7 separate regions of the Mus musculus genome follow, and all the other regions are linked to region 3. Evidence: chromatin contacts called from public ChIA-PET, HiChIP or PLAC-seq and promoter capture Hi-C data. All regions are on one chromosome and are shown on one strand. Each heading gives the region's core, a stretch centred on a gene start, on an enhancer-like site or on the middle of the called end of the contact. The rest is flanking DNA. Distances are from core to core; before and after follow the strand shown. Region 1 holds the start of Ktn1 (kinectin 1). Region 2 holds the start of Lgals3 (lectin, galactose binding, soluble 3). Region 3 holds the start of Cnih1 (cornichon family AMPA receptor auxiliary protein 1). Region 4 holds the start of Dlgap5 (DLG associated protein 5). Region 5 holds the start of Fbxo34 (F-box protein 34). Region 6 overlaps Dlgap5 (DLG associated protein 5). Region 7 has its middle 230 kb from the start of Gm34499.

The links. Promoter capture Hi-C pulls out the DNA fragments that hold promoters and counts their contacts. ChIA-PET counts read pairs in DNA pulled down with a chosen protein or histone mark. HiChIP or PLAC-seq counts read pairs in DNA pulled down with a chosen protein or histone mark.
Region 1: a promoter capture Hi-C map of liver shows a contact between it and region 3, with 4 times the contacts expected there. The contact joins the promoter of Ktn1 here to the promoter of Cnih1 in region 3. A contact is called at or near these places in 3 of 39 promoter capture datasets (the C10 cell line, liver and pre-B cells) and 1 of 115 datasets of contacts at active chromatin or transcription factors (bone marrow-derived macrophages).
Region 2: a contact with region 3 is called in a FOXA1 HiChIP or PLAC-seq map of pancreatic cancer cells. The contact joins the promoter of Lgals3 here to the promoter of Cnih1 in region 3. A contact is called at or near these places in 7 of 39 promoter capture datasets (the C10 cell line, the HPC-7 cell line, cranial neural crest and 4 more) and 1 of 115 datasets of contacts at active chromatin or transcription factors (pancreatic cancer cells).
Region 4: a contact with region 3 is called in a promoter capture Hi-C map of pre-B cells, with 4 times the contacts expected there. The contact joins the promoter of Dlgap5 here to the promoter of Cnih1 in region 3. A contact is called at or near these places in 4 of 39 promoter capture datasets (cranial neural crest, hematopoietic stem and progenitor cells, maxillary cranial neural crest and 1 more) and 2 of 115 datasets of contacts at active chromatin or transcription factors (bone marrow-derived macrophages and pancreatic cancer cells).
Region 5: an RNA polymerase II ChIA-PET map of memory CD8 T cells shows a contact between it and region 3, with 10 read pairs. The contact joins the promoter of Fbxo34 here to the promoter of Cnih1 in region 3. A contact is called at or near these places in 3 of 39 promoter capture datasets (the C10 cell line, cranial neural crest and pre-B cells) and 1 of 115 datasets of contacts at active chromatin or transcription factors (memory CD8 T cells).
Region 6: a contact with region 3 is called in an RNA polymerase II ChIA-PET map of memory CD8 T cells, with 8 read pairs. The contact joins the enhancer-like site here to the promoter of Cnih1 in region 3. A contact is called at or near these places in 2 of 39 promoter capture datasets (the C10 cell line and pre-B cells) and 2 of 115 datasets of contacts at active chromatin or transcription factors (effector CD8 T cells and memory CD8 T cells).
Region 7: a contact with region 3 is called in a promoter capture Hi-C map of liver, with 4 times the contacts expected there. The contact joins the enhancer-like site here to the promoter of Cnih1 in region 3. A contact is called at or near these places in 10 of 39 promoter capture datasets (the 3T3-L1 cell line, 3T3-L1-derived adipocytes, HPC-7-derived erythroid cells and 5 more), 1 of 115 datasets of contacts at active chromatin or transcription factors (astrocytes) and 1 of 9 other capture datasets (adipose tissue).

Annotation. Positions count from the first base shown.
Region 1 is chr14:47,647,973-47,650,864 of GRCm38.p6, forward strand. It overlaps Ktn1 (kinectin 1), which reads left to right and starts at 1,339. Exons shown (of 39, transcript NM_001347527.1): 1 at 1,339-1,467.
Region 2 is chr14:47,372,485-47,375,325 of GRCm38.p6, forward strand. It overlaps Lgals3 (lectin, galactose binding, soluble 3), which reads left to right and starts at 1,376. Exons shown (of 6, transcript NM_010705.3): 1 at 1,376-1,468. It also overlaps the pseudogene Gm52166.
Region 3 is chr14:46,786,967-46,789,666 of GRCm38.p6, forward strand. Cnih1 (cornichon family AMPA receptor auxiliary protein 1) reads right to left here and starts at 1,391. Exons shown (of 5, transcript NM_009919.2): 1 at 1,217-1,391. The coding sequence starts at 1,297.
Region 4 is chr14:47,417,107-47,419,986 of GRCm38.p6, forward strand. Dlgap5 (DLG associated protein 5) reads right to left here and starts at 1,301. Exons shown (of 19, transcript NM_144553.2): 1 at 1,003-1,301. It also overlaps the pseudogene Gm8353.
Region 5 is chr14:47,471,174-47,474,000 of GRCm38.p6, forward strand. Fbxo34 (F-box protein 34) reads left to right here and starts at 1,388. Exons shown (of 3, transcript NM_001146086.1): 1 at 1,388-1,544.
Region 6 is chr14:47,393,770-47,396,469 of GRCm38.p6, forward strand. It overlaps Dlgap5 (DLG associated protein 5), which reads right to left. Exons shown (of 19, transcript NM_144553.2): 14 at 1,986-2,205; 15 at 368-548. Among named protein-coding and RNA genes, the nearest start is that of Lgals3, 21 kb to the left of the region's middle. Within about 2 kb of position 1,437, at least 74 of the 459 cell types and tissues checked have an H3K27ac peak or open chromatin away from gene starts, as enhancers often do. A contact at or near this core is called in effector CD8 T cells and memory CD8 T cells, where this site is marked.
Region 7 is chr14:45,987,868-45,990,606 of GRCm38.p6, forward strand. No RefSeq gene overlaps it. Among named protein-coding and RNA genes, the nearest start is that of Gm34499, 230 kb to the right of the region's middle. Within about 2 kb of position 1,489, at least 7 of the 459 cell types and tissues checked have an H3K27ac peak or open chromatin away from gene starts, as enhancers often do. A contact at or near this core is called in liver, where this site is marked.

The sequences.
Region 1 (2,892 bases), core at 89-2,588, 860 kb after region 3:
GAGGATTGCTTCCCTAAAGACCATGCTACTATGTAACTTACGAAGGAACCTATGTATCATTTGTATGCAAATGATGGTGTCCTTTTCCTAATGTCAGAAAAAAAAATCTAACTGGAAACTTTTTTGTGGGTGGAGGGGGCGCAATTACAGAGTTGTTTGTAAGCTATTCAAGAACCTTTACATTCCATTACAGAAATGATACAGTTACACTTTGTATTAAGCTACTAATGGCCTCACTTCCCAACAAAGCCAAATCTTCTGGCACTTACAGGTTCAAGAGACAGCAGCTCAGAAACAGTGTTTTGCTGGCCTTGGAGCTGGTGAGTGCTGAATAATACTCATGAGAAAGGAAAAGAGCAAGCTCCTTGAGAAGTGGTGATTGGACACTGGTGGAATTCTCAATACCTCATCAGGCTGTTGCTACAAACGCTTCAGCTTTCATTTCTGCTTTGAAGAGCTCTGAAAGCTTGGGCGGAAATCATTCGAACGCAGACAGATGCGCAGCATTCTTGTAACTAGCCTATGATGAGGACATTCTCTGTTGTTAATGTTGAGACTTATCTGATGCTCCAATCATTAAGGATTGCTCCTGGGTAATGGTAATGGTGAGTCTGATTCTATTTCTCTACCCCACACTCTAGAAGCGTGCCAATCATTTGGTAACTTTTGAGGAGAGTTTAGAGTATGTTGTAGATATGTTCAGGGCAGTGACTGGCGTTGTCTGAGATAATAATAATAATAATAATAATAATAATAATAATAATAAAACACTAAAAAGCAACACCGGAGAAAAAGCTTCCATCCTCGCAGCAAAGAGCAGAGAGACGCAGAGATTCTGGTCAACCCCTCTTAGCGCTGCAGTTTCTAGTTATTTAACCTTGCTTAAGGAATGGCCAGCAGCCAGCAAGCATTGCAGCCTTACAATATTTGCACACAACTTATTTAGGTCGGCTCTATAAATTCCTCGTTTTGCGGATTTCGGAGGAGAAATCCCAGCCGTGTGTGTGTGTGTGTGTGTGTGTGTGTGTGTGTGTGTGTGTGTGTGTGTGTGTGTGTATGTCTAGCAACTTGGAGTACGGTTAAAAGGAATCAACCCGTGTCGGGGGCCAAGTGGTACTTTTGTGCGAGGGTCACGTGAGACCAAGGCCGACTGGGGGAGGCAGAGTAGGGTTGAATGGATGAAGGGATTCCGCAGGGACTTCCAGGCGGAGGGTGACGTCTCTGCAGCCCAGCGCGGGGCATCTGGAGGCCGCCGGCTGCGCGGACCTGTCCCTTTAAGGGGCCGGTCTCCGGGCCCCTCTGGCCGCGACGCCCGGACGTGCGGAGCCGCCCCGCCCCGAAGCCGCCCGTTTCCTGCGGGGCGGCGCGACGGCACCTGAGCTACTGCGGCGGGGCCTGGGAGCGCGCTGACCAGGAGGTAGAGCTCGCGCCGCTGCATCGTCCCGGCCTGGTACCCGGCTGCGCAGGGTGAGGAGCAGGGCCGGGGACTCCAGGGCGCGCGGGCGCGGGGCGCAGGGCGGGGGGCTGCGCTCGCGGGGTAGGCCTCGCACGGAGGTCGCAGTGTGCAGCGTCCGCCCAGGCCGCGCCGCCGCCGGCCCGCTCCGAGGATCCGCCTGCGGGTTCGGGCTCCAGGGTTCTGGCTCGGCGATCTCCCCGTGGCTGCAAGGTCCGATCCCAGGTCCGCGAGTGGCCGGAGCTCCCCGGCCATCTCCTCTGAGGGCGAGGTCGATCCGCCAGGGCCGCGGGGTGACCGAGGAGCCTATTTTTAGCTGGGCTCGCAGGCCCCAGGGCGGGCTGGCGGATTAAGGCTCTGATGAGGGTGACCAGAGGGAGCGCCTCGCCTCGCCTCGGGCGCCCTGGGCTCGGGCTGGGCCACGCGTGCGCCATGCTGGAGCGGCTCTCCCCTCGCTTGTCCCGGAGCGCCGCCCCTCCCACCACCCGGTCCTGGGAGTTAGGGGAAATCCTGCGAAGTTCTCCCTCTCTCCCAGGGGTGTGTCCGCCTTGGTGTCCAACAATAGAATTTGGGGTGTCCCGGATCTGGCCGCTTTTGGCGTAAGGGAGCAGAGTTCGGCCATCCGAGACCGGGGCTTGGGAAGCAGCGTTCTCTTCTTTGTCCGGCTGCCTCTCGGTTTAGGTCAAAAAGTGCGCTGTTTAGTGTCTTCGGGTCCTTCTGGGAGGAGGCGGAAACCCGGATTCTAACAGCAGGGCCACTGCTAGAAGTGGATTCCTTAGCAGCTATGTGGATTAGCATAGCTTCAGAAGCTGCGGGCCGAATAGAATAGTTCAAAGTTTTGGAGTGTTCTGAGAAATTGACAGCTCCACACCCAGGTAAAGAGGAGCTCCCCAAAGGTGAACTAGACATTGAGTTGTGTAGCAGGTGACTTAGGGGTGATTTAACTTTTTTTTTTTTTTTTTGCCTGAATTAGGTTGCACTTGTTTTCTCCCCTCACCCGCAAGCACTGGCAGCAGTGGCTCTGGTGTGGGTAAAAGCATTTGGTGATGAGACCTGAGATAATCTGTCCATGCTGCCCTGGGGCATTCCGGCTGACCTGTGTTCTGTATGTGCCGCGGTAGCCTTTCATATCTGATGTGTTGCTTGGTAAATAAGCCTCTTTCCCATTCCACCTTTCTTTTAGAGACCTTACACGAAATAGCTAGGCTTAATTATGTAGGTTCTTTCCCCATGCCAACCCTGAGTTAGAAACGTCTCTGAATTTTGTAGCCCTCAGTAGACATACATGTCTTAATTATCAGGTGCATTAGAGAATAAGGTGTTCTACATTACTGAGACACACACTCAAATATATCGGGAAAATTCCTCAAGTGTATTAAACACTTTAATATCACAAAGGATACCCAGTATATAATCCTTTCTTGATTCATTGTCAGCAT
Region 2 (2,841 bases), core at 126-2,625, 590 kb after region 3:
TATTTCTAAAATTTTATTTACATGTTTTAATATTTTACACTTGATCTTAGCCAAAAGGCCGAGAAGCGATGTTTTAATATTTTAAAATGCATTTATATTTGCACATATGCATGTGAGCATGTGTATGTGGCTTAAATGACAACATTCAAGAGTTGGTTCTCTTCTTTCCTCTTGAGTTACAGGGATCAAAGTTAGGCGTCGGGCTTTGTAGCAAGCACCCTTACGGGATTATGCTTGACTCTCTATACCCATATTTTCTCATGTCTAAAATGGGATTTGTAAGCAAGGGCACAGCGACATCACTGAATGAGTAGAAAGATAAGTTTATTGGGGCTCAAACCACCAAGGCAATAAACATTCCCCTGCCCCGGGTGTGGGGAGAAGTCAGCAGAATGGGGGGCTTTGAGCTGTTACAGGCTGTTGGGATTGACCGGGAAGCAGGTGCCCTTGCCTGAGGTAGTTGACATTGGGGGCAGACTAAGGGAGATCCCTGGTCAACAGAAACCACCTATAAGCTTCTGTTTGTGCAGCCAGAGTCCCTCTGTTTAGGACCAGCACTGGCATTCTGGGGGGCTGCTTTGGACCTAATAGGATTAAAATAATGCCAACTCCATAAATGTATGTAAAGCCCTAGGCATAGAGTGGGGTGCATAAGTGTTTGGTAGATATTAGCTGATGTATCTGAAGCTGGGGAAAAATTATCTTGAATATCCTTAACCACATCACTCAAGTTTTTAATCTATATAAATGGTTCCAAACTGGTTATCAGCCTCTTGCAAAAGCGGCTGTTCCTTGTAACTATTTTCATATAGACAGAGCTACACCCTGTCCTCTTGATTTAACTGCCCCTTGCCCGTGCTGTAACTCTCCTCCAATCTTTGAGAAAACATCTTCCTAGGAATCAATTCACACATTCATACTACTTCATTCATTAATTCATTCGTCCACATTCATTCATTCACTCATCAATCAATCAACCAACAAATACCTACCGAGAACCTACTATGTACCACATTGGGTTTACCCAGCCCAGCAAAATCCAGAGCAGGAGTGAATGCAAACAGGGGCACCTCTTACATCTCAGATTTGTCAGGGACACCTGCTCCTCCCTTCCCTCACACTCAAAGTCACTGCCATTTCTGCGGAAGGCTTCAGGTGAAGGAATTAGGGGCAGGATGAGACCCTGACAGGCAGCTTCAGACAAGGGAATTGGGTGAGTCTGAGAGTCTGGGTGCGGTCGGCTAGGGCCCACTGCGGGGCACAGGTGAGGGGCACAGGCTGGCGGGCGTGTCCCAGTCCACTGTGGGGAAGCTCCGTGGTCCGTGGGGCGCGGTCCAGCCAGGCGCCTGCAGGGCGAGGGATGCTGCCCCGCCCTGGGAGGGCGGGCCCGGGGAAAAGAGTACTAGAAGCGGCCGAGCCACCGCCCAGCTCTGACAGCTAGCGGAGCGGCGGGTGGAGCACTAATCAGGTGAGCGGCACAGAGAGCACTACCCAGGTGAGCGGCGCGGGGCGCGGGGACCGGTGCTGCTCAGTGCACCAAGAAAGGGCTGGGCTCCCGGGAGATGGACGGAGGTGACCTTCAGGGTCCCAGGCGCTGGTCTACCGCCTTGGCTCTCCTGCGGGTAACTCTCGGAGAAAGTTATTCACGACCTACATACTAAGTCTCTTTGGGATGGCGGGATGCCAGCGGGCCCTGGGCACTCCTTCGAAGCCCTGCGTTAGAGTGAGCCACAACCTACGGAGATCCACCTTGTAGCTGGCCCCTAGCTTGGCCATAGGGATCAGGTGCCTCTTCTGGCACGTTGGGGGTGGGGGTGGGAGTTTGGAGACTCAAAAGACATCGCCCAGGATTCCTGACTCCTGGAGGAATTCCAGCAGGCTCCTTTGGTGCACGTGGAAGCCTTCCACTAGAGATCTTGCTGTGTGGTGCCAGTGAGTTCCACCAGGTTCAGCGGAGGTAGGGGCTATAGCCACCCGCTGCGTGCTTGACCGCACAGGACAGTGCTGCCCAAGCCCTAGTGCGCATGTGTCGGGATGAAGAACTACTGTAACCTCTAACATTTTTTTGTAAGCCAAGTGACTCATTCGTGACCAGTGTGGTTATTTGTGCAATAACCTCTAGATCTGGGTGGAGGAAGTCTTGGGTGTGGCCGTGTTGGTCTCAGAGTGCAGACCCTTAGCGAGAGGCTTTCAAAGGTTGCATTTATGCTGAATTATGTTACTCAAGCACTATTGCAGGGAATCGAGGATGGGACGGGAATGGGTGGGGAGGGGGAGTTGAGACTGAGGCTTAGGATTCCGGCTAACCCTAGCAGGGAAGCAAGTGATTCCTATTTGAAGAAATTGGAATATTTATAAAGCGACCCCCGGGGAGTAGGGTTTCTGGATAATGAGAACATTTGGACTTAGTGACCCGGCTAATTCTGAGGAAAAGAACAGAAACCAGTGTGTAAAAACTATCACTTTCTGAAATTCCAAGATGTTTGCTTCAAGTTTATAGTTCCGTATTTTTATTTATTTACCTTTGGGGGCAGGGGAAGTATCTTAGTTAGGGTTTTATTGCTGTGAACAGACACCATGACCAAGGCAGCTCTTATAAAGGTCAACATTTAATTGTGGTGGGGGTGGCTCACAGGTTCAGAGCTTCAGTCAATAATCCTCAAGGCAAGAGCATAGCAGCGTCCAGGCAGGCATGGTGCAGGAGGAGCTGAGAGTTCTACATCTTCATCTGAAGGCTGCTAGTGGAAGACTGGCTTCCAGGCAGCTAGGATGAGGGTCTTAAAGCCCACACCCACAGTGACACACCTACTCCAACAGGGCCACACCTTCAGTTAGTGCCAC
Region 3 (2,700 bases), core at 141-2,640:
AAAGCTATCCATCTTCCTGTTCTTCCTCCAAAGAGCAGAAGATGCTCTTCCAATCTTAGTTAAAACTAATGAGCGTTGTGTGAAGTAGCAGTTATTTCTGACAAAGTGAACACCGGACCCCAGCATTCCCCATCCACAGGCAAATAGGCTCTAAATACAATCACACTCCTTAGCAAGAAGGACCCTTGGTATCTATCTACCTACTTCGGAGACTTCTGCAACCATTTAATCTGCTGCCATTTAATCACGCACAGGATGGTGATGAAACCTGACTTAGTATTTACACGAGGTTGAACTCGCCCCATCATTCAAATTATGCCATTATTCCAGAAAGTACTGGGAGGATAGAAACAAATGAGCTCAACTTTTGAGAATTGCTGATCTCCCAGAGAGCTCTTTCAGTGGTGCTAAGCGGTAGAGACACTCAAAAGTCTGTCTCAATAGAACTGTCACCAGGGACAGAGCACAGTAAGAATGCACGTCCACCCTGCAAGGACATATGAGGAGCCAAAAGTTTCTGAGGATTTTCAAAATCAAATTAAAACTCCCTCTACTAAATCATGCAGCCCATACCACAGAGGTGGCTTGGGAGGCTGTCTCCTGAAAAAGCTCTCGCGATCCAAAGTATGACTTCAGGGGAAAACTCGGAGATGTGGCCAACGAAGTAATCAATCCAAGCTGCCTCAAAGTTCACCAGGAACTCGTCTCTCAACCACCGTGTTCTACTAGAAAATCGCCCATCGAGTGCTGCAAAGCAGAGTTGGAAATGGAGCTAAAGTAACTTATAATATCCGATTTTGGCCGTGCTCCGAGGAAGCCTTAAAAGGAAATCGGTAATTCAAGGATAAAAATTAGGAAAACTTCACGCCGAGAGTCACCGCTCGGTGCGCACTGGGCATCCATCGAGACGGGGGACGCGGACAAGCCGTGCGCGCGGGCCCGGCGTAGACACGGAGCCGCCCGCCTGCCCGCCCCGCCCAGCCCTGCTCGCGAATAGCGGAGCGCGGCCTGGGCCCGCACGCGGCGGCGTGGACACCGGGACCCCGCACGCCATGCCCTCCGGACCCCGGCCCGGGAGCGCGCAGCGTCCACGGCCCTAGCAGCCAGGCCACGTCCTGGCGCGCGCCGGCAGCTGGGGCCCCACGCAGCCCCGGGCCGGGAGCTGCAAGAGGCTGCGCCGTCGCTCGCCCTCTTTCCCCCTGCCCCGGCTACTCACGTGCCAGATGGCGAAGAAGATGAGCGCGGCGGTGAGCAGCAGCGCCAGCATATAGCAGAAGGCCGCGAAAGTGAACGCCATGGCCGGGGAGGAGCTGCCGGGCGCGCCGGGGCCAGCGGAGAAAGGCGGCGCACGGCCCTCTGGGTAAAACCATTCACTTCCCCCGGCCTCAGCCTCCACTGCCGCCGCGGCCTCCTCCCGGCGCGCTTGCGCAGAGGGCCGCCCGCGCGAGCACCCCCTGATGGTCGGAGTTTGCGTGGCTCTTCTGTTGTCTGCACAGTTGATTTTGTCCTTCATTCTGTAGTTTACTCTTTGGATAGCCATTAAATGAATGTCTAGCTTGTTCCAGAGACTAGTCTTGTGTTTGAAATGCAAAAGTAGATTTTAAAAGTGCCTGTATTGAAAGGATTTAATCTACTTCCAGGAACGAGCGACTAAACAATGTTGTTATAACGCTGTAAACTGGTACTTGTGCATGCTATGAAAGGTCACCCGGCCCTCCTGGAAGCTAATCTGAGGCTTCTATGATAAGTGCAGGAAAAGAGAAGGGAGTGCTGGCGATACAGGAAATCGGCTCAAATGAGCAAAGGGCAGAGGTGGAAAGGGAAAAAGGAAAGGAAAACGTTGTGTCTTGGGTGCAACCAGCAATGGATCTGTTAGTGGAACTTGGGTGACAGAGGTCTAAGACCTCAAACCACAGAGTAGCAAAATACGCTCAGTTCAGGAGCTCAGGCTTACACCCAGACCCCCGGCTTTTCAAACTTTATTGCTTATCACAAGATTTCAAAGATTTTGTTTTTCTCAGTGTAACCCTGTAACATAAAGACCACAGATTAGAAAGGTAGTGGTGGTGAAAAAAAAAATCAAAAACAAAGTAAAATTTCTACAAAACAGTTTTATTTTTAATGCTGGCTGCAATCTGAGAAACCAGTTCATCATCTACTAGATGCTGATGATGGAAGAAAAACTCTTCAAGGCTTTTAAGCAAGAAAGACACGATAAATTTGTGTTGAAATGTGCTCACTGGAGCAAACGGAATAGAATGTTTTAGAGGGCTATGTCCAGCCTGTCTGAGACTTTCTGCATTGGTAGACATTTGCTCTTGTGGAATACAGCCACTGGCTACTTGTGGATACAAGGTGGCTAAGATGGCTAAGGAATTGAACTTTAAATTCTGCATCACTCTAGTGGATTAACATTTATTTTAAAGTTACATTCATTGTGTGAGCACACATCCACTGTTTGGTGGTGAGTGGAAGAAACTCTGAGGCAGTGAGGGTCTGGGAGAATGTGTGCTATTTGGCTTGGGCACTAAATCCTCAGAGTCATGGGAAAATGGCAAATGCCACTACACCCCAGGCTCAAGGAAATAGCAAAACCTTTCTCTAGTCTGTGTGGATTTCCATCTCTACCATAGCCCCACCCTATTCACTGCCTGAAGACTGCTCCCTGCAGAGACTGCACCTACTAAGATTTATTAAATC
Region 4 (2,880 bases), core at 51-2,550, 630 kb after region 3:
TATGTGAAACCTTGTTTTAATCCTCTCCCCACCAAAAGAAAAAAAGGAAAAGAGAGAAAGTGTCAAACACAACTACTAGAGAAAGAGTTTAAGCAAAACTTGTTAACACGGTTGTCTTAGACAGGGTGTCAATTGCTGCAACAAAACACCATGACCTAAAAGCAAGTTGGGGAGGAAAGGGCTTATTCAGCTCACACTTCCACTTTGCTATTCATCATCAAAGGAAGTCAGGACTGGAACTCAAGCAAGGCTGGAACCTGGAGGCAGGAGCTGGTGCTGAGGCCACAGAGTGACCCTTCTTACTGGCTTGCTTCACTTTCTTACAGAACCAAGGATTGCAGCCCAGGGATGGCTGCCACCCACAAGATGCTGGGCCCTTCCCCATTAATCATTAACTGAGAAAATGCCTTACAGCTGGACCTCATGTCGTCATTTCCTCAACTGAGGTCCTTCTTCTCTAATGGCTTGTGTCATGGTGATGGTCAAGTGGACCTCTCAGGTCAGCTCCCCTGCCTGTGCACTCATCTTAAGATTCTCCGTCTAATACTTACAGCAGGTTAGAGAGAAATGACAGCGTCTTCAGGAAAAGCAGAATCCACTGACACTTGTGGGCTATTTTGGGAGGTTACTAGCATACAGGTCGGGTAGAGTCTCATCTCTAATACGCTGTCAATGCTTTAGGATAATCTACATTTTTCATGCCAATTTTTTCCAAAGGTTTTTTTTCTTGTTGTTTATGTGTATGTCTATTTCTGTGTTGGGGTGGATGCATACTGGTGTCCAGTAGAGGGTGTCGGACCTCTTGACGCTGGAGCTACAAGGAGTTTGTGACCTGCCCTACGTGGGATGCTGGGAAGCTAACTCTGCAAACAAGTGCTCCTTCCTAACTGTTGAGCCATCTCACCTAGGCCATTTTTAAATTTTTTCGGGACAGTCTCGTCCCAGGCCATTCTCGAGCTGGTATGCAGCCACGGAGGACCTTGAACTCTTGATCCCACTTACCTGAAGCAGTTTCTGGATCCACAACAATGTCGCAACACAGAAAACTCCACCGATCCGCAGAAGGAACTCCCGGACCGACCCTTCACGGAACTGAAATTTCCCGCTGCCAGCCGCTGATTGGAGGGACTTTTGCCAACACTTCCGGAAGCTCCCGCCCCTTCCCCTCGAACGAGGCTTGCGATAGGTTGGTTCTGTGCGACATTTAAATTGTTTGGAAGGCAAAGGGTTGGGAGCGGGAGGGCGAGGGGGAGGAGGGAGGCGGTAAACCCGCTAGGCGTGGCAGCGACACACTATAAACTCAGTGGGGCGGGCCGCACTTGTTGGCTCTTCAGGCCGGTTTTCTTCTTTCCTTTTAAACGTGTTTGTTTGTTTGTTTGTTTGTTTTGGTTTTTAAGACAAGGTCTCACTATGTCTGGGAACTCACTATGTAGACAAGGCTGGCCTCGAACTCACCGAGATGCTCCTGCCTGTCACTGAGTGCTGCTGGGATTACGGGCTGAGCATCCACGCTAAAAAAAGGCAAAGGTTTTAAGTTAAACGAGATCATTTATTCCATTTCTCCTTCTTTTCTAAGGCAAAATTAACGTCTGCCTTAGAAATCAACTGAGATTTCTAACAGACACATAAACGAAGGCACACATCCCATGAGATATCAAGAAAACAAAAACGCCTGGGCCAGGACAGCTGTGCTGACCATGTGTTTGTAGACTGATCGGTATCCAGTAGACACCGGGAAGATAAATTAGGAAAGAGTTTGTAAGTTTGGCTTTTGCTTTTTCCCTGCCAACATCTTGGGAAAGAGGACCAGCTGCCTGCAGCTCTATAGCAGCACTGAGACCTCTGGGACATACAAAGAGAAAGATGAAGATAGGTAACTGACATAATATTCATGGTTATGTTAGATCTGATGGGGGAAAGAAACACCAATTTCGCGAGTGGCTGATTAAAGCAAGCTATATCTGATTAAAGCAAACTGGCCAGCCAGCTGCGGTCTCCCAAAGTGGAGATTTCAGAGAGCAGCCCCTCACTGGCTTTTGAGGTTCTTTTTATGGGAATGGGTCAGGGTTGCTAAAAAAAAAAAAAAAAAAAAAAAAAAAAGAGCCGTTGGAGATAACTGACTCTTAGTGCCTTTAGCATCTGGGCCAGCGGGAGAGTGAGCCACTCGGGGTTCAAGGCTACCTATGGGGTAGATAAATGCAAGAACACAGCATGTGGAAGGGGAGTCATCACAGGTGTTCAGGAACTTAACAAGGCAAAGGGGTGGGCGTACATCATGGGGTCACAAGTTCAGCATAGGTTGAAAAACATGGTTTGCAGGAAACAAACCTGTTCTTGTAAGGTGTTAAAAGACACCTTAAGACGTAGTAACAGTGTGTGACAATGTGGTTCCTGTTTGGGTTTCACTGTTGTTTTAAAATAGCTGAGACTGGGGGCTGGAGAGTTGCTTGGCAGTTGAGAGCACTTTCTTGCCCTGGCAGAAAACCCAGGCACCCACGTGGTGGCTCACAACTCTCTGTAACTCCAGTTCTAAAAGATCCATCACATTCTGACCTCTGTGGGCAAAACACTCATAGGCAGAAAACAAAATAAATCTTAACCCACCACCACCACCCAGGGACCCAAAACTGAGTCTCTATTGGCCTCGGCTACTTGAGGGGAGTGAATCGGGAGGAGTGGGTGGCACCGATCCCGGGCGGCGGCCGTGCTTCACAGGTTTGTAGGTGATGGAGAACTCGCCCAGGTAGTGGCCTATCATCTCTGGTTTGAGCTCCACCTAGTTGAAGGTCTTGCCATTGTACACGCCCACCATGCTGCCCACCATTTTGGGCAGGATGATCATGTCCCCTCAGGTTTGTCTTCACCACCTCGGGCTTCTCC
Region 5 (2,827 bases), core at 138-2,637, 680 kb after region 3:
CACATGTAGAGGACATCTTTTCATCCTACCAGGTGGGTCGTAGGGATTGAACTCAGGGTGTCAGGTTTAGTGTCAGTACCTTCATCTGCTGCAGCATCTCACTGGTCCTATTTCTACATTTTGATTCTTTAAGACTTCACACACACGTTTCACAAGAGGTTTTTTATTTTCTGATGTGAGGCTGTTTAAAAAATTTTGTGTGTATAGCTATTTTGCCTGCACATGTGTGCACCAGATGTGTGTCTTGGATCCCCTGGGACTGAAGTAACAGATAATTGTGAGCCACCACGAGAGTGCTGAGAATTGAACCTGGGTACTTTAGAAGAGCAGCTAGTGCTCTTAAGTGCTGAGTCTTCTTGTTGTTGTTGTTTTTTTTTTTTTTTCTTTCACTGATAAGTTTACAAGGCTCTTGTAGATTAGCAGTTTAACTTTAAAGTTTATGTACTTTCTGGTAGGTACTTCTGCCATAATTTTATGGAAAATATATTCTTTTGTAAAAATTTTTTTTATGTGTATAGTGTTTTGTCTCCGTGCATGCAGTGTTTGTGGAGGCCAGAAAAAGACGTCTGATTCCATGAGGCTGCAGTTACAGACAAGTTTCGAACCACCTTGTGGTGTGCTGGGAATTGAATTCCCCTGGAAGAGCAGCCAGTGTTCTTAACAGAGAGGACCCGCGCCCTGCTCCCGCTGATCCCAAATTTGCTTTGCCATTGAGGGTGACCATGAACCTGTGGCGCACCTGACATCACCTCCCAAACTCTGGGATTACAGATATGAAGCAACATGCCCAGTGTGTAGGACATCAGGATCAAACCCAGGGCCATGGGCTTGCTAAATAGCTCATTTTAAAAATTTGAAATAGATGAGCCGGGTGTGGTGGCACACGCCTTTAATCCCAGCGCTCGGGAGGCAGAGGCAGGCGGATTTCTGAGTTCGAGACCAGCTTGGTCTACAAAGTGAGTTCCAGGACAGCCAGGGCTATACAGAGAAACTCTGTCTCCTAAATAAATAAATAAATAAATAAATAAATAAAATAAAATAAATAAAAATAAAAATTGAAATAGAACCATACGCTAGTGGTAGAACCAAGATTAGAACCCAGACATGTTGGATATCTAACAGGGTCAAACGTATTAAGGCTTCTGGAGCACCTGGGAGTGTTAATGAACTTGTCACTCTAACTGTGCTCTAGGGTTAGGGTCCTTGTTGTGCAGTGACACTCAAACTCCCCAATCTCCCGCCACACCAGGCTTGTAGGCGCTTGTCCTGGCAGCTCCCATCTCTCCCCACAGCGCTCGCGGCCGCCCGCAGGGGGCGCTGGCGCACGCAGGCTTTGCGGCCCCGCCCCCGGGCAACCGTCGATTGGGCCGGCGCGTGATGTCACGCCGGTTTAGCCAACAAATGGGTTTCGGGGCGAGCGTTGGGCTCCGCCGCTCAGCGCTGAGCTCCTGGTCCGCCTCAGTGTCGGGGAGCGAGTCAGGCCTGCCGCCGCCGCATCGGGCTGCCGCAGCCCCGGGCCAGGCCCTGGCCCGGCAGAAGCACAGGTGGGCCGGGCGAGGGCGCGGGGCTGCGGGGCGCGGGGCAGGTGGACACCGTGGCGGCTCCCGCTGCTCCCCGCGGCAGGGCCGAACGTTGGGGGCGGGGACCGCGGCTCGCCGTGCTCGGGGTGCCGCCGCCGCAGCGTCCTCCAGAGAGCCGTCCTCGCGGCCTGGCCCCGAGGTCGTGCGCCCGGCTGCTCCCTGGGCCCGGAGTCCGGCGACCCAAGCTAGGCCGCCGCGGGTGGGCTGCGTGCGGGGCGCGGGGCTCCGGGTGTCCCCGTGCAGGTGAGCGGCGCGTCTCCTCCACCCTCCCCGGGGGGCCCTGGCGTGCGAGCCTGCGGTGGTGAGGTCACAGTGCCGAGGCTCGGCGTGCGGGTGATGTCAGGGCTCTACCGAGACAGACCGTGATGTCACTGCAGGCCCCGAGTGGCGACCTTGGCGCGCGGAAGGGCTGGGAGGACCCGCGGGGAGAAAAAGGAAGTTCGGTCCTAGCAGATTTGAACCAAAATCTTGGGATCTCGGCTTCGTACAGTTTGGATGTAATAATTGTCAGGTGCTTAAACTTCATTTCGGAGAGCATCGGTAGTAGTACAGTTTAAGGACATTCGGTTTAGATATGAGGGATCTTGGGGGTTGGGCGTGGAAGGGGTATTAGGGTGTTCACTGTGCCTTCAGGAAGCTAAACTCAGTTTGATGGTTTGATGTAGCAGTTGCTGGGAAAGGGTGCGCGGGGGCTGAACCAACTGGAGGGCTGATAATTTAGTTGGCTTTATCTTTTTTTTTTTTTTTTTTGCCAGTGATCTGCTTGTTAGCGAATGACCAAGGCAAGCAGATCTTGAATGAACTTTGTCTTGCAAAGAAGGGGAGCTTGAATCAATCCAACATTTTTCTTAAATAATAATCCCCCGATGATGTAATTTATCCTGGTGTTTCTTGCCCCCCCCTCCCCCGTTTTATCAGGGACATTTGTTTTTTTCTGTGATTATAGCTCAGCAATAAGCCTCTGCTTTGCAGCCCACCCCCACCCCAAGACTAGGCTGTAACGTAATATAACACATCTGAGGACTACCTTTGGGGTCAGGCGACTTACATTTTGTCAGTAGTGCTTCCGAATGTGAAATGATAAATTTTAGCAGGTGATTTTGTGAATGTTGATTTTTCTCAGGCTTTGAAAAGATAGTAGACCTGCATAGAAGCACTGGCGCACTGGCGGTCAAGCACACATCTCTTGACTGCCCGTAGTGACACGAGGGCCCAGAAGCAGTTACATAGGACACTTCATACTAAGA
Region 6 (2,700 bases), core at 187-2,686, 610 kb after region 3:
ACCACACTGCTTCTCTCCCTTGTACTGCACGGTACACTTCTGCCAATTGCATCAGGACCACTTACCAACTTCAGTCCTGGTGCTTTAAGACAGGCAGTGTTGCTAAAGCTGGCTCCAAACTGCTGGCGAAATAATCCTTCCACCTCAGCCCCTGAGTGGCTATGATTACCAACACTAGAGTTGGTTCCAACCTGAAATCTGAAGTCTGTTTCCTTAGAAAAGAGGAAGCCTTGCCCACATGTTACAGGGTTACATGTGAAGTTTAATTAGAAACATACGGCTGATATATATACTTTACCAGCTTAACCATATGGAACGATAGCTCACGTCAATACCACTAAACTCACAGTACACATGAAAGAGATACCTGCTTTCAAGACCATCTGAAAACGTCCGATCAACATGCTCGCTCTTGCTGCTCTGAGGGTCCGGCTTCTTCAGTGGCATCTTCTGTCTCAGAAGGTCCCCTGCAGCCCTGCCCTCAGGCACAACTTTGCTGGCAGACAGAGGTGTTCCAAATCTTTGAGAACGACGTTCAGAAGACAGGACTGGAAATAAGAAGAACAAGCCCCATAGCAAGTCTTTCCGGCCAGTCTCTGTTCAGAGAGGAGGCACAGAGCCTGCTCTTGTCAACATCTGTTACTGTCCAGTACCAGGGGCTTTGTGGGACAAGAGGATCGTCACGTTAGCCCGTGCTTAGCTTTCATATGCCATGCCTATGATGCAAAAGGCTGCCGAGAGGCTCAGTTGTTAAGGACACTGGCTGTTCTCCCGGAGGAGCCAGGTTTGGTTCCCAGCACCTAGTGATATTTCACGACAGCTCTAACTCCAGGTCCCGGGGATCTGATATTCTCCTCTGACTTCCACAGGCATCAGGCACACACGTGGTGTGGACAAAGTGTAGGTAAAGGTACATAAAATCAAACTAAAACTTAGAAAGAAAGACGAAGAGGTGCACCTCTACAGGAAGAATGTTTTAGAAGGTATAATGTAAATTAGCAAGTGGGCTATCCCTAGCTAACGCAGGCAACAAGTGCTTGGGTCAAGAGCGTTGACTCAGAGGAGTGGCGGCGCACACCTTTATCTCAGCACTTAGGAAGAGGTAAGAGATCTCTGTGAGTTTGACGCCAGCCTGGTCTATATAGTGACCAGCAAGGGCCACACAGAGAAACCCCGAGTCAAAAGAGAGTCTTTCCTGGTAAGTTGAGACATCAGCTGTATCCTGCTGTAGATGGTTACCAAACACCGCTGAAACATAGGCTAGTCATGGGAACAGGGGAACAAGAAAGCATTACAGATAAACTGCTGAGATACTCGGCTTCCTCCAACATGGCACTTGAGCAGCTGCTGCCAGAACCACAGTCCTAGCAGGAGGTAAGAGAATGACCTCACGTGGGTAGCGTACAGGAGACTGTTGAATACAGGGATGCGCAGTGGGGGCTGGTGGCACAAGCCCGACACCACATCCTCTCCAGAGGCTCAGACAGCAAGCTACAGGCCTGTGTGAGTCCAAGGACAGCCTGGGAAACTTAGCCAAGCCTTGTCTAAAAAGAGAGGATTTCAGAAAAGGAGGCTATGTCTGGAGGGACAAGTGCTTGCTAACCATATGTCAAGCTGAGTTTGCCCCCAAGGATCTCAAACACAGCAGCACAGATGACTCCCTCAACCCCCGTGCAGAAGGGCATGGCTGAGGGAAGTGTGATGGCTCAGGTCTGCTTCCTCTGCATTGTACCCCTAGCCCAGCTTGTCTCGGAACCTCACAGACAGACTGGCACTGCATGGCAGAGACAGCTATGGCATCACTTGGAGAACAGGCACAAGCCCGCACTCGTCTCAATATTTGATGTGCACGCAGGCTTGCCAGCACAGAACCCACTTCTAGCCATCAGCGTGTGGGCTCTTTCATGGGAAAGTCACTCTCCACCATTCACTCCAGCCCCCAGTTGGCCCAAACACCGCTCTTCAGTCTCAGCAAAGCTACAAACCTGAGAATGACTTCACTGGGCTCTCGATTCTGAAAAACCCAGCATCAAACACTATTTTGTCAACTTCCTTTGTGTTCTCCGGAGCTGCTGCGTGGGCCTGCACTTCCTGCTGTGGCCTGCCTTTCATTGCATTCTTTATGGCTGCAAGGCGACTCCTAGCTGCCGCTCGTCCGTCGTCATCCTGCTTTGCTTTGCTTGTTCTACCGGGCACAATTTTTTTCTGCAAGGAGAAATAGTAATTAAAGGTATGTTCATTACCACCTTCTCCTGTTCCTGTGGTACTGAGGACTGACCCCAGAGCCCTCCCTGTGCATACCAGGAAATCGTTCTTCCACTGAAGTTAAGTCCGTAGCCCTTTTAACTTTTATTCTGAGACAGGGTCTCACTATGTTGTCCCCCATGGCTTGAATGCACACCTGTTTCAGCTCAGGACCAGCTGATATTAAGGGGACATCATCCCACCGACTGAGCACCACCTTGTGGCGTCTGATGGTGTGGATGAAAACGACCCCCATAGGCTCATGCGTGGGAATGGCTGGTCCCCAGTCAGAACTGTTAAGGCAGAATTAGAGGTGGCCCTGCTGAAGTAGGTATGCCCTTGTTGGAGGAGGTGGGGATGGGGGCTGGTGGATGAGGTTTCATAAAGTTCTCTCCAAACAACCAAACAATGTAGAAGGAGAGACATCTGGTGGTCACAGGCAGAATTACAATTCTT
Region 7 (2,739 bases), core at 239-2,738, 800 kb before region 3:
ACACACATAGTGACTCACGACATAGCACCTCAGTTGCCGACTTTTTTCTCTTAACTCCAGCTCACCAATTGCTCTGCCTCGAATGCATCTTTCTTGAGCTTTTCTATCCCTCACTGCCCAGTGCATTTCGATAGCAACAGAGACGGTTGCTGAATTCCTGCTGTGTATTGTGACAGTATGAGTGATAACATCCCAGTGATCTCCATAAGCTAATGGGAAGACATTTAATATCTAAATGCTTTGACATTAAAATGTAGTGGAAAAAACCCACCAAGGACTAATTTATTCTTTGTTATCAATGCACATTAAAAAAAATATCATATACAACCAAATGCAGAACTTAGAGAATCAGAACTCAGAGGTCTGATGTCAGAATGATGCAATTTTTTAAGAGTTGTATCTTAATAAATGCTTTGTGGAACTAGTCAGTTGTTACCTTCAATATAAAAACACACTGCTTTGTATGGAGTGTATCATGTGCAAACCACAGATATTTGTGTTTAATTCTCATGTATGGGTTGTCATCAAATTACTTTTGGTGATAAATGTTTCATTCTGATAGCCAATAAGTGTGGGAGTCTATTTTATTTGGAGTTAAGGGAAGGAAGGGTGTTTGAGAGTTTTTACATATATAAATACTCTAGTGTCCCTTTGTGTGGTTGCTTCTCTGTAGGATATGGTTGGTAGTAGGTTGTAGTAAAGCAGGTATGGCTATCTCTCATAACTAGGTCTTTCCAAACAATTAGTTATATACAATTTAAAGCATCCAGGTTTGCTCCCATGTCCCTCTTACGCAGTGTATTTGTCTTCTTTTATTAGCTTGCCAGGCTTTCAACAGCATTGTCCCTCCCTTCTCTGGTCCTCCCTTGATTGCTTGGGAACAGCAGATGACTTAGATGAGGGTGGACTTAACTCCACCTGTAAACCAGGTAAATAATTACCGGGGACGTAATATAAGGGATCTACTGGGTGCTAGACATTAGTGTGTGTGGCTATTTTCAATGCACTGGCTTTTCATTGGTCAATATTTTCCACCTTGTCCTCCAACTCCCACCCCATTAGTAAATCACAGACAGAGTTGTTGTTCAAACAATGGAAATAAAGGTTCCTAGGTTAGGATAATTTTCAGGTTGACTCTTTTTTTTTTTTCCCCCTTGGGAATTTTTAACCACAGGGACACACTGAGTTTAATGCTGGAGGCAGCCATTCACTGTAAGGAGACATTGCTTACTTCATTAGCACAGTGGGAGTGCCAGCAAAGGTCCTTGACCTAGAGACCATCTTGCTTTAATAACGCTTTAACACTCGTAAAAGGTCTTTAATGGCTACATGAGACATATTTAAATATTAAAGGCCATTCCTTGCTGTTGATTCACAAACTCCAGTGCATACGGCTCCTTCATTGCTTCCAAAGCTGAGGGAACGTGCCCAGTTTCTCACGGCAGCAGTGAGGGAACCAAGCAAACCTGCAGGCGGGGACGTTTCAGCTCTGCCCTGATGACCTATTTGCCAACCCGAGAACTTCGAATTTCCAAATCTTGTCCACTTTGAGTTCCCTGACTGAGAAAATATTTATCTGTTCAATAAATTTTAATCCTGCTCTGAGAGGTTTAGGAAAATATGGGCACTTATGTCTTCGGGAACCATTTCCCCCTCCAAACATGGCTTTTGGTTAATTTAATTCATCTGCCTGGATGCCCCATTCAAAGCATCACCCTACACAAAGGAGCAGCATGTACTTATATTTAAACTTGGCCGGACCTGTGCCCACTAGTTCATCTGTATATTTATGTCAGTGTTTAATGCTGTTGTCATTGTCCTGAGGCCTTGTAATGGAACGAGAGTCCCTGAGAATTGATGTTGTCGGTTTAATCAGGAAGGCCCCCACGGCCACCTGGCATCATACCATCTAAGACCTTACTCTGATTGCCCTGCATGGCCGATCAAACCCCAGCAACCTGCGTTTGTGCTCCCTTCTTTCCTGGGGGTGCATGGCAGGCCTGTGCAACATGGAGATGCTTTTTATTTACAGAAGGGAAAATTGAGTTACAGACTTCCTGTCATGAGTAGAGATGCCTGGGGAAAATGAGGGCTGAAAGGAATTCTCAAACAGAGAGCCAGGCTATATGAGCCCAGGAGCACCCAGGGGTGTTGGCAAACTTTGCAGTATTCTTGAAATATTTGGGTTCAACAGAGCCCAAATGTATTTTGCTCAGAGCACCGTTTCCCTTTCATTTTCCAGAACCATGTATATTCAAGGAAATGTAATCTGTGTATTTTGGAACCATTTAACCCCCATTTATCAAAATATTGCATGGCAAATACCAGATCTGGGTTCAAGGAAACCCTTGAGCTTTGTGATAAGTGATTCCCTCCCTGCCCAACCCCCCCCCCAACCCCGCCTTTTTAAACCACTGAATCTGAGAGTTTAAAAGTTGCTTTGAAAAATAGCCTAGAACAGTGAAAAGTTTTCTTCTCAAATTATCTTCCAGGTATGGGAGCCTCATCTATCTCTAACATATAGCAATGACAGAGACCAATTTTTTGAGGTGCAGGCCTCTCAGAGACGGCCTTATAGGCTCAAAGGCTTCCCCATGGAGAACCCTAGCCACACATTTAGCGGAAACAGAACCGAATTTCTTTTGATGAAGCCATGGCACTATTAGTCCCAGCTGACAACCGAGTCCCAGCTTCAGATGACTTGACATCTCATCATCTAGTCTTCATTTAAACTTCTGT